Regions from separate parts of the Mus musculus genome. Here region 2 is linked to region 1. The links are chromatin contacts, called in public HiChIP or PLAC-seq maps. All regions are on one chromosome and are shown on one strand. Each heading gives the region's core, a stretch centred on a gene start, on an enhancer-like site or on the middle of the called end of the contact. The rest is flanking DNA. Distances are from core to core; before and after follow the strand shown. Region 1 overlaps Ptprj (protein tyrosine phosphatase, receptor type, J). Region 2 has its middle 12 kb from the start of Gm39870.

Region 1 (5,041 bases), core at 1,134-3,633:
GATTCTGGTTGAATTTTCATTTGTAATAGTGTTCGTTTTCCTTTGTTTCACTGAGCTGAGTTTAGCGATATTTCAGGAGGGTTCAGCCAGTGGCTCTCCAAAGACAATAAATATTGCTTTGTGGGTAGGTCCCCACCCTGTGCCTTCCTTGGTACCATTATGTGGTAGCCAAAAGTCAGCACCCAGTATGCAAATGTTGGGGTGGACAGATATGAGTCAGTTCCTTAGTTTTCAGCATGCTATGCCATAGATTTGGTGGCAGTGATAGAGAGTATTGACCTGGCCAATGGGAATGCTTTTTGTCTCTTATTCTTACGGGGATGTCACTCACCTGTTGCCATGGCCTGTTTCCATAGTAAGTCATTTAGAGTTCCTTGAGCTTAGGGCTATGCCTGCTTCTGTGACGCTCACATCTGGATGTTTTTTTTAAAAACCTGAACTTGGTGCTGTTGGCTGCAGAGCAAGGGCCCACGTTGCGGCTGGTCATGGTTCATTGCTGGAGGTGGGAGCAGCCGAGCAGACACTGGTTTCAAAATCATCTGAAAACCACACTGCAGGTATTTCCCACATTGCTAGCTTCTAGCCTGGTGCTTCTAGAAACAACACTGGGCTATATCTTAGCACCAGACTCTTTTTCTGCCTCTCATTGGTGCGGAGGTGTTTGAGCTCAGCAGCACGGGGACAAGTGAATCAAACAATGACAAGCCAGGGGATTTGGCTAACTCACCTTAGATGATCTGACCAGGGTTGGGTGCAGAATGATTCCCAATGGAGCAGGCTGGCTTTTTTTTTTTTTTGAATGAATGAATGAATGAACACACTATTGTTCTGTGATGGGAGGGGATGCTGGCCACAGCACAGAACTGTTAATAAATGGTTAGGCTTTGTGCCTAGTCCCTTTCTAGAAGCTTTCATGGGGGCATCACATGTAGGGATGAAGCTAAAAATGGGTCTGTCTGAAGGACAGCTGTATCAAGAATAAATCATAAAATGAAGACCACTGTTTAAATGAATGTGCACAGCACACTGCAGGCAGCCACCACTTGCAGAAGATGTGTACACTGGAGCTTTCCTGTAAGCCTGGCACTCCTGGTCTTCCATAGCAGTTTCTAGTGTTATCATTTGGTTTTGTCTTCATTTTTATAAGACTTTGGTTTTTCAGGTGAAATCTTTACATATGTTGCATTTATCAACAGTCTAGGACTCTAGTCCACAAGTGCTTCTGTGAGATGACTTGAGAACCCTGGCCACAAGAGCCAGGCTGCCTGAGTTCACATACCCGATCTTCTGGCCCTGTTGACAGTGGATGAGTGACTAACCTTTCTGTGTCTTAGTGCCTACAGTGTAAACTGGGGAGGATAGAATGTCTGCCATCAGGTTGTTGTGAGAATTAAACATGTCAGAGGAGTTCGGGGCACATGGTAAGCTTTCTATGTGTTGGTTACATAAGATGATTAAGATGCAGTGTGGGTCAGTGAGAATATCATTGGTCTGTTGAATCTGGAATCTGGCTTTGCCTGCTGTCTAAGCTGCGTGTCTGGCCAGGCCCTTTCCTCTCTTAGGTTTTGATTTCACACCTGTAAAACTAAGAAATTCGACTTAAGCAGTACTTCCTTAGACTCCGCAGTAAAGGGAAAGAGGGGAGGCAGCATCAGGAGCACATGATAGAAACTTCTAGACTCTGTGCCTGCTCTAATTACAAGGTTTATTTCATGTAATGGATTTTGGCTGGAGAGAAAAAATGATCCTGTGTGTGAGTGTGAGTGTGTGTGTGTGTGTGTGTGTGTGTGTGTGTATGTTATGAGTGCGGAAGTAGCTGAGTGAAACGACCCAAGGATCCTTTGTGCAGAAGGTACAGGTCTGCGGGTGAGTCGGGGGGAGACTGGCAGGGATGGGTTGGGTAGGCATTTTTTGGGAGAGGAATCTGAAGACTCAAGATTACATAGTATGGCTTACAGCTAAATAGAGTATGCAAGAATGTGGTGGCTGCTTTTAGCAATTTGTCCAAAAGGTTAGGAAGTGATTTTCTTATTAGGGAGATGCAAATATCTCATATTACAGGAGATATTTGGATAAGGAAACCAGAGTTTGGGGGGAGAGAGCAAGCGGTGAATCACAGAAAGAAAACCGAATGTGGAAACACGGTCTACAGGCATTCTCCTCATTTGATCTGAGCAGTGCTTGCCTGAGCCAGAACTTAGGAGGCCTTGCCAACAGCTCCTCTTGCTTCCTCCTTGCCTTTTCTTTCCTTTCCATTCTGATGATCACTAGGAATTTCCCCGATCTGATTGCCCATTCACTCACTGGCATTATCACACAGCGATGAGGAACTGACTTGCCAAGTGGAAAACCATTCACAGGCTAAATGTGTGGCTTTGAGTCAGACTGTTCCCTGGGTTTTAGAACTTTGCTCTTATTAAAGTGGAGTTTGGCTGAGTTGGCTTAGTGGGTGAAGGCTCTTGCCACCAAGCCTGACAACTTGAGTTTGATCCCTAGGACCTACGTGGTGGAAGGGGAGATCTGATCCCTCAAAGTTGGCCTCTGACTGCCACCTGCTTTGGTATTTGTACCTTTGCTGTCCATAACATAAATAAGAGCAATAAAGTGAAATTTGATGTTTCTTAAAATTAAAAAAAAATTGTTATGATGCTATACATTTTTTGGTTATAACAAGAATTTTGATTATTTGTACTCTTCTGGGTCACTTCATGTGCCCCAAAGAGGTCCCCCACCCCCATCCCTCATGTGTGTTCACGTATGTAAGTGCAGGGACATGCATACTGTGGTGCCTTTGTGCAGAACCTCAGGTGTTTATCCTTGCCTTCTCTCTTGCTTAACACAGCTAACTGTCTTGAGAGTTTGGGGGATATGTCTGCTTCTCTGTCTTTCCGAAAGGAGTGCAAGGGTTTCAGACGTGTGTGCTGTGTACCCCCCGCCCCCCTTTTAAATGTGGGATCTGGACTCAGGTTTGTGTGTCAAGCTCTTTACATCCTACATCACCTCCCTGCTAACCCTAAAGCCCTCTTTCAAAACCCAGGTCCAGCAGTTCCTCCAGCAGGCCTCCCATCCCACCCTGCCCTTGTTCACATTCCTCCCACACCTTCAATTACTCTGTGTCTAGGGTTTGATGTTTCTTTCTCCAGTGAGATTGCTTGCTCGCTGAAGATGAAGCACAGTTATATTTCTTTTCTACCTTGTTCAACTCTTTCTTTAAATAACCATCAGAGCCGTGGAGTCAATTCTCGAATCATCACAAATGGCTGATGCTAATAAGGGTAAGCATGCGGCCCTTTTACCTGGTTCTGGGACACTGTGCCTGCTGCCTGGATTGCTAGCTGGAGACGGCTGAACATTTGGTTGTATAGTGTGTGTGGATTGCAAGCTTTACGCGTGAACTGTGCTGTCATTTCCTATATCCATGTGGCATCGAAACCAGGGATACCTGCAGTTTTCCCAGGGCTGGCAGAACTGTCTCATTCAGTTGTTTTTTGAGCCCTGCTAGGAAGGTCTGACACACAGTAGGTAACAGGAGGAGTCCAAGTGTAAAGAGTCCTGTGGCACTAGAAGGTATTAGGTTTCTCCTAGGCTTGCTGCCCAGTCCCCTGGAGGTGCCTTCTGATTTCCCTTAGTGGTGCCATCTGGCTGGGCCTGAAGGTATAGTGGAAGAAGTGAGGTGCTGGGCTGTCACTGCTTGATCTTATAGATAGGGTGTAGGGTTTGAGTGAGGGGCAAACACCAAGATCTGGAAGGATCAACTCTACTAAGCTACATATGACAGGAGTTTGCAAATCTTTTGGGGTGTGGTAGATACCCTTTGAAAGATGCCAAGTGACTAGTGGACATTGGTTCTCAGTCTTGAAGGGAATGGACATGGGTTGTGAACTCTGCTTAAAGGGAACATTTGCCAGTTAGCTTCTTTGTTGTCTTGTAAAAGTGTAGCCGCAGAAGATCCATGTTTCCAATGTGATGTCTGTTGTTTCAAAAACAGATGGTCAATTCAACAATGCGTCTGCTGGCCCCTGAACAGGGGCTGGGGGCTTGTAAGGGCTACAAGTCACCTAGGAATGAACCAATGAGTAAACACACACACACACACACACACACACACACACACACACACACACACACACACACCCTCCCTCCCTCCCTCCTTCCCTCACAGGGCCAAATTAGATGGATGTTATTCCATCATCCAGATGGTCAGATGCCAGCGTCACTGTGGAGATGGACATGATGTGCAGAGCAGGCAGAGTTGGCACTGCAGGGAGGGGCAAGGATGATGAGGACCAAGTTCTTTGCCTACAAGAAAGCCTTCTAAGTTTCACATCCCTCCTCCAGGTCTCTAATGCTGCCCCCTCATTCCTGTTACAAGTTTGAATTTCCCTGCCTCACATTCTTGGGACTTCAGTGCTGCGTAGGAGGGACAGAATATAAGCAATACTTTGGGTTCACTGTGTGGCCTTTACCTCCTACTCTGGTGTTTTCTTTCTCAATCCTTCCAGATACCCCAGGCAGGCTACAGGCTGCCGTAGACCAGTGGGTGTTCCGAGTCATGCCCGTGGGCTCTCCCTTCCCCGATTTTACTCATGCTGTCCCATCTTCCTGGAATACACCCCCCTCCAGATTATGGAAATCCTCCCCGCCCAACTCTGCCTTCAAAAGGCTCAACACATAGACACACTTTCCCAGAACTGGGCTGCCCTCCTCATTCTGTAAATCTGTAATCAGTCATGACTCTCTCTCAGCCTCCATGACACTTGCCTGTGTCTCTAGCGTAGCACTTGCATCATACATCATGGCTCTTCAGAGGCCTGAGGTCTTCTAGATGATGAGGTCATTGTGGAAGGTTCACATCTGACTCATTACCATGGCCCCTCAGGGCTTGGTAACTGTCAATGAAGTTTTTTTTTTTTTAGTTAGATGCTTGATGTTGGGTAATAGAGAACTGACTCAAGAGGAAGCTGTGGAAGGTCTGCCGAGAATTGAGGGCTAGGGTGGTGGCTGGAGCAGAAGTGTGAGCAGGTAGGTAGAGCAGATCTAA
Region 2 (4,648 bases), core at 842-3,341, 67 kb before region 1:
ATCCGGACCGTTGGCATTTGTTCATTCCTTCATTTCGGGAGCTTTCCCTCCCAGACCTTCGGACTACACCCATGAGCTTTCTAAGCTGAACTGTGGGCAGAGAGGTTGTGGGGTTCCTCAGCAAAGCAGCCCAAAACAGGAGTATAACTGGGAGGCTGGAGAGATGGGGTGGGCTCAGTGGTTAAGAGCAAGTATGGGCTTGCACAGGGTTCGGTTCCCGGCACCAGCAACAGGGGCTCACAAGCACCTATATCTGCAGTTCTAGGGGATCTGGCACATGCTTCTGGCCTCCATGGGCACCTGTACTCAGATGTACAAACGACACACATACACATACATGATTTTAAAAATGAAAATACATTTTAGAAAAGATTGCAACTGATTCTTGGGACAGAGTACTCTGGGGTCTTGGATATCATCATGGTGATGACTTCATGCAGAAAAAGTATTTGGGGGAAGAACCAGAAGCTTTTGGTAATATTGATTAATACTTGACTTTTAAGTCAGGGGTAGCTAGTGGGAGATAGGTAGACAGAGAACAGAATCGGGGGATGTGGCTTAGAGGTGTTCTTAGCTGTTAGAGGTTGTCATTAAAATTTGAATTTAAATGCCTGGAGGTGGGAGGGAATCAAAACTTCCTTGGTTCTCACAGCTCCCTAGCCGTCCCATCTGATTCATATATTTATCAGCCATCTGTCTAAACTCTGGAACTAACTGGGTTTTTTGTACTAACAGCAGTTGTCTGTGCTTTTGAGGTGTCATGTATTCAAGCATCAGAGGACAGAAAGTGGCCTTGTATGTGGTATGGTTTGAAACTTTGACATGTTCTCTGATTCAGTAGTGAAGGGGATAGCAAAGGTGAACGTTATTTGGGGAATGTGTGTGTGTGTGTATGTATATATATATATAGTGTGTGTGTGTGTAGTAATGGGAATTGATGATTTTTAAAAGAGACAAATAACTCATCCATTGCACTTGTGTTAATTGAGAGTTGTTTCAAGATGGGCAGCTCTAAGCACTGGGAATAGATCTGTGAGGAAAGCAGACAAACACAGAACTTGAATTCTGCAGTGGGTTGTGGGAAATCAATAGAGACAATCCGTTGTTGGATAGTGGTTAAGTGGTAAAGAAAATGATGTTAACAAAGACTATGGGAAGCTGTTCTTTTAGTTAAGCTCCTTCCTACACTAGACCTCATGGGACAGGGCCAACTCCAAATGGAATAACTCATACTAAAGCCACAAGATGAAACTGAAACCTTAAAGGGACAGATGGCAAGTTTCCCTAAACAGGAGTCTCTAGCCTGTCTGACTGAGTGTAGTAAGAAAGGTCCCTCTTAGGATTCATTTGTTTGTTTTTTAGGCATGCCAACTGACATGCTAGGCAAACTCTCCACCAGTGAGTGTATCTCTGCCCCTCCCCCCGCTTTTGTTCTGTTTCTTTGTTCCCACCTTATAACCTACTTCTGCCATTTCCTATGGGATTGATCAATCTATTTTTTAGTCTAGGGGGCTTCCTTGATTCATGATTTGCAAATATAAGCAATTAAATCTGTAAAATCAGATCAAGCAAAGAAGCAGCCAGACCCCAACTTTTGTCTTTTGACAGGGGAAAATATTAGAGGAGGTTTATAAAATGAATATTTAGCAAAAATAAGTAAGTGAGGTTGTTGGTCATAGGACTAACTGGGGGCAAAAGCAATCTAGACATCATCTAGAGGCATTGAAGTGGGACCAGGCCTGGTGTGTTGAAGAGAGTTCTCATATCACATTCTAGTCTACATTGTCTTGTTAATGTGAGGAATCCATCACTGTTCTCCTTTACCATTGGGCAAACTGGCTAGGGAGCTCTAGGCTGCACAAGCAACCAAGGTAGACTCTACCCCAAGGGAGAATTTGTGCTTCTAAATACTAAGGTACTAAATTGTTGCAGAAATGATTTCCTTGGCTTTGGTAGACTCAGGTAGTCCCTCTGCTTCCAGCTGCAAGCAGCCTTTCCAAGGCCAGGAGGAAAACCCTGGGTGTGGTAGTAGGAGAGAGAGTGAGTCAAGCCTTGGCCGGCTTCCTGCTGAGTCACAGCTACTGGGCTGAGAGAGGCCGGTGGGGCGCAGTCCTCATCTTCTCCTAGTGGCAAGTTCTTCCCTTTGCAGGAGACGCCTGTTGACAGGCCGCAACTGCACACCAACATTGAATGAATTTGCTTGACTTTCCTAAGAGTTTTGTTGTGAACTTGCGGTTGGGCTCCGCTTCCTAATGTGATCCCACAGCCAGCAAGAGGGCACAGCTATGGAGGCCATCTTTCTGCTCATGTCCTTCGTGGACACATTCTGTCCCTTGTGGTCCTACTCTTACCCCATCTGAGGATGAACCGTTCAAAAACAGTCCTGAGCTTGTCCTGCCAGGACAAAAATGGGTGGAGATACAGAGGAAAGCTGTGTGGAGATTATCCTGGTCTCCTGATGACTCGATGCAAACAGGGAAAGGCTGAAGCATGCCAGATTTGTTAAGTCTTCAAAGCACGGGTTCATGAATAATAAGCACAGGTAATACATACTGTGCATTTCAGCTATGCCAGGCGATATTCTAGCCACTTAACATGTCTTGACATCTTTGGTTTCATTTTTATAACCTTAGAAGGGATGAACTTTCTGAGTGATAGATAAGGAAATGGAGGAATACAGTTGTCACAAATTGGAAAGAGCAGAAAGGGTAGCAGGGACAAAATCCAGAAGGAAGGAGAGTACAGGCTGGATTTAAGATTGTATGGCAGCAGAAGATAGAGGGGATGGGGCTGCAGCTCAGTGATAGGATGTTCGCTAACCATGTAGCTCAAGCTGGCCTTGAACTTGAACCAATCCTTCTGTTTCAGCCTCCAGTTACTGAGATTCCAAGCTTGTGCTGCCACACCTGGCTAAAATACCTTTGAGTTGATTTCTTCCAAGCCTCAGACCTGTGTGTTTCCACTTTGGTTTATGGTTGTCTTGCAGAATGAATAATGAGATTGAACAAAGACAGCAGAAAGAACTCAGATTCTATGTGGCAAAGAGACACACGATCTGATCATGCTGCCTTCACTTGGAGATTACACGGATGCCCCACCACATCTGGCTTATTGTGCTTGGAATTGAACTCAGGGCTAGGTAAGCACTCTGCCCACAGATGTATCTCCAGCCTGGTATTCATCCTGATAGCACTTTAGTCCTTTCCTGTATGATACCATGAACGATTAATTTGCAACCATATGTGAGGATAACCACTCATAGTGTTATTACAATGATTAAGATGATATAGATGATGTGTAGACCTGGTACCTGTGTGAGGGAGAATTGTTCTTAGTTATTAATATCACACTGTCTTTCCAGGTCTAAAACCACTGGCATATCTACATTATTGATAATTTCACAAAATCTAAGGTATCTTACCAACTGTACTCCACACCATGATTGGTGTCTCTCTATGAAATTAAAAGGCCAGGGAGGAAAAGCTTTCCTATTACCAGGAATTTCTGTGTTCCCTGCATTCAAAGGCCTCCTTTAAGTCTGCTTGTTACATAGATTTATATTTTCTAAGGAGCTGTTTTTTCCTGGCCTTTAAATTGTTGTTTTCGTGTTTAATATGCATGTGTGTGTGTAAACGCCAGAAAAGGTCATTAAATCCCTGTGTGTGTGTGTGTGTGTGTGTGTGTGTGTGTGTGTGTGTGTGTATGTGCACTGCATCAATATGGATGCAGCATAAGCACACGTGTGGCAATTAGAGAACAACTTGCAAAAAGCAGCTCTTTCCTTTTATCATACGAGTTCTGGAATCGAATCCAGAATATCAGGTTTGGTGGCAGTCTCCTTTATCAGCTAAGACATCTCCTGGTCTGTCTGTCTGTCTGTCTGTCTGTCTGTCTGTCTGTCTTTCTTTCTTTCTTTCTTTCTTTCTTTCTTTCTTTCTTTCTTCCTTCCTTCCTTCCTTCCTTCCTTCCATCCTTCCTTCCTTCCTTTCTTTCTTTCTTTCTTTCTTTCTTTCTTTCTTTCTTTCTTTCTTTCTTTCTTTCTTTCTTTCTTTCTTTCAGGTATTTTCTTCATTTACATTTCCAATGCTATCCCAAAAGTCCCCCATATCCCCCCCCCCCCACTCATCTACCCACCCACTCCCACTTCTTGGCCCTGGTGTTCCCCTGTACTGAGGCCTATAAAGTTTGCACTACCAATGGGCCTCTCTTTCCACTGATGGCCAACTAGGCCGTCTTCTGATACATATGCAGCTAGAGACACGAGCTCCAGGGGGTACTGGTTAGTTCATATTGTTGTTCCACCTATAGGGTTGCAGATCCCTTTAGCTCCTTGGGTACTTTCTCTAGCTCCTCCATTGGGGGCCCTGTGATCCATCCAATAGCTGACTGTGAGCACCCACTTCTGTGTTTGCTAGGCCCTGGCATAGTCTCACAAGAGACAGCTATATCAGGGTCCTTTCAGGAAAATCTTGCTAGTGTATGCAATGGTGTCAGCGTTTGGAGGCTGATTATGGGGTGGATCCCCAGGTATGGCAGTCTCTAGATGGTCCATCCTTTCGTCTCAGCTCCAAACTTTGTCTCTGTAACTCCTTGCATGGGTGTTTTTTTCCCAATTCTAAGAAGTCCAAACTTTGGTCTTCGTTCTTCT

Evidence for each region. HiChIP or PLAC-seq counts read pairs in DNA pulled down with a chosen protein or histone mark.
Region 2: a contact with region 1 is called in an HNF4G HiChIP or PLAC-seq map of pancreatic cancer cells. The contact joins two enhancer-like sites. A contact is called at or near these places in 1 of 15 datasets of contacts at CTCF or cohesin (CD8 T cells), 3 of 484 Hi-C or Micro-C datasets (CD4 T cells, LSK cells and the N1E-115 cell line) and 3 of 115 datasets of contacts at active chromatin or transcription factors (embryonic stem cells, microglia and pancreatic cancer cells).

The regions. Positions count from the first base shown.
Region 1 is chr2:90,542,698-90,547,738 of GRCm38.p6, reverse strand. The region is part of intron 1 of Ptprj (protein tyrosine phosphatase, receptor type, J); the gene reads left to right. Among named protein-coding and RNA genes, the nearest start is that of Ptprj, 35 kb to the left of the region's middle. Within about 2 kb of position 2,383, at least 66 of the 459 cell types and tissues checked have an H3K27ac peak or open chromatin away from gene starts, as enhancers often do. A contact at or near this core is called in pancreatic cancer cells, where this site is marked.
Region 2 is chr2:90,609,819-90,614,466 of GRCm38.p6, reverse strand. No RefSeq gene overlaps it. Among named protein-coding and RNA genes, the nearest start is that of Gm39870, 12 kb to the left of the region's middle. Within about 2 kb of position 2,091, at least 96 of the 459 cell types and tissues checked have an H3K27ac peak or open chromatin away from gene starts, as enhancers often do. A contact at or near this core is called in pancreatic cancer cells, where this site is marked.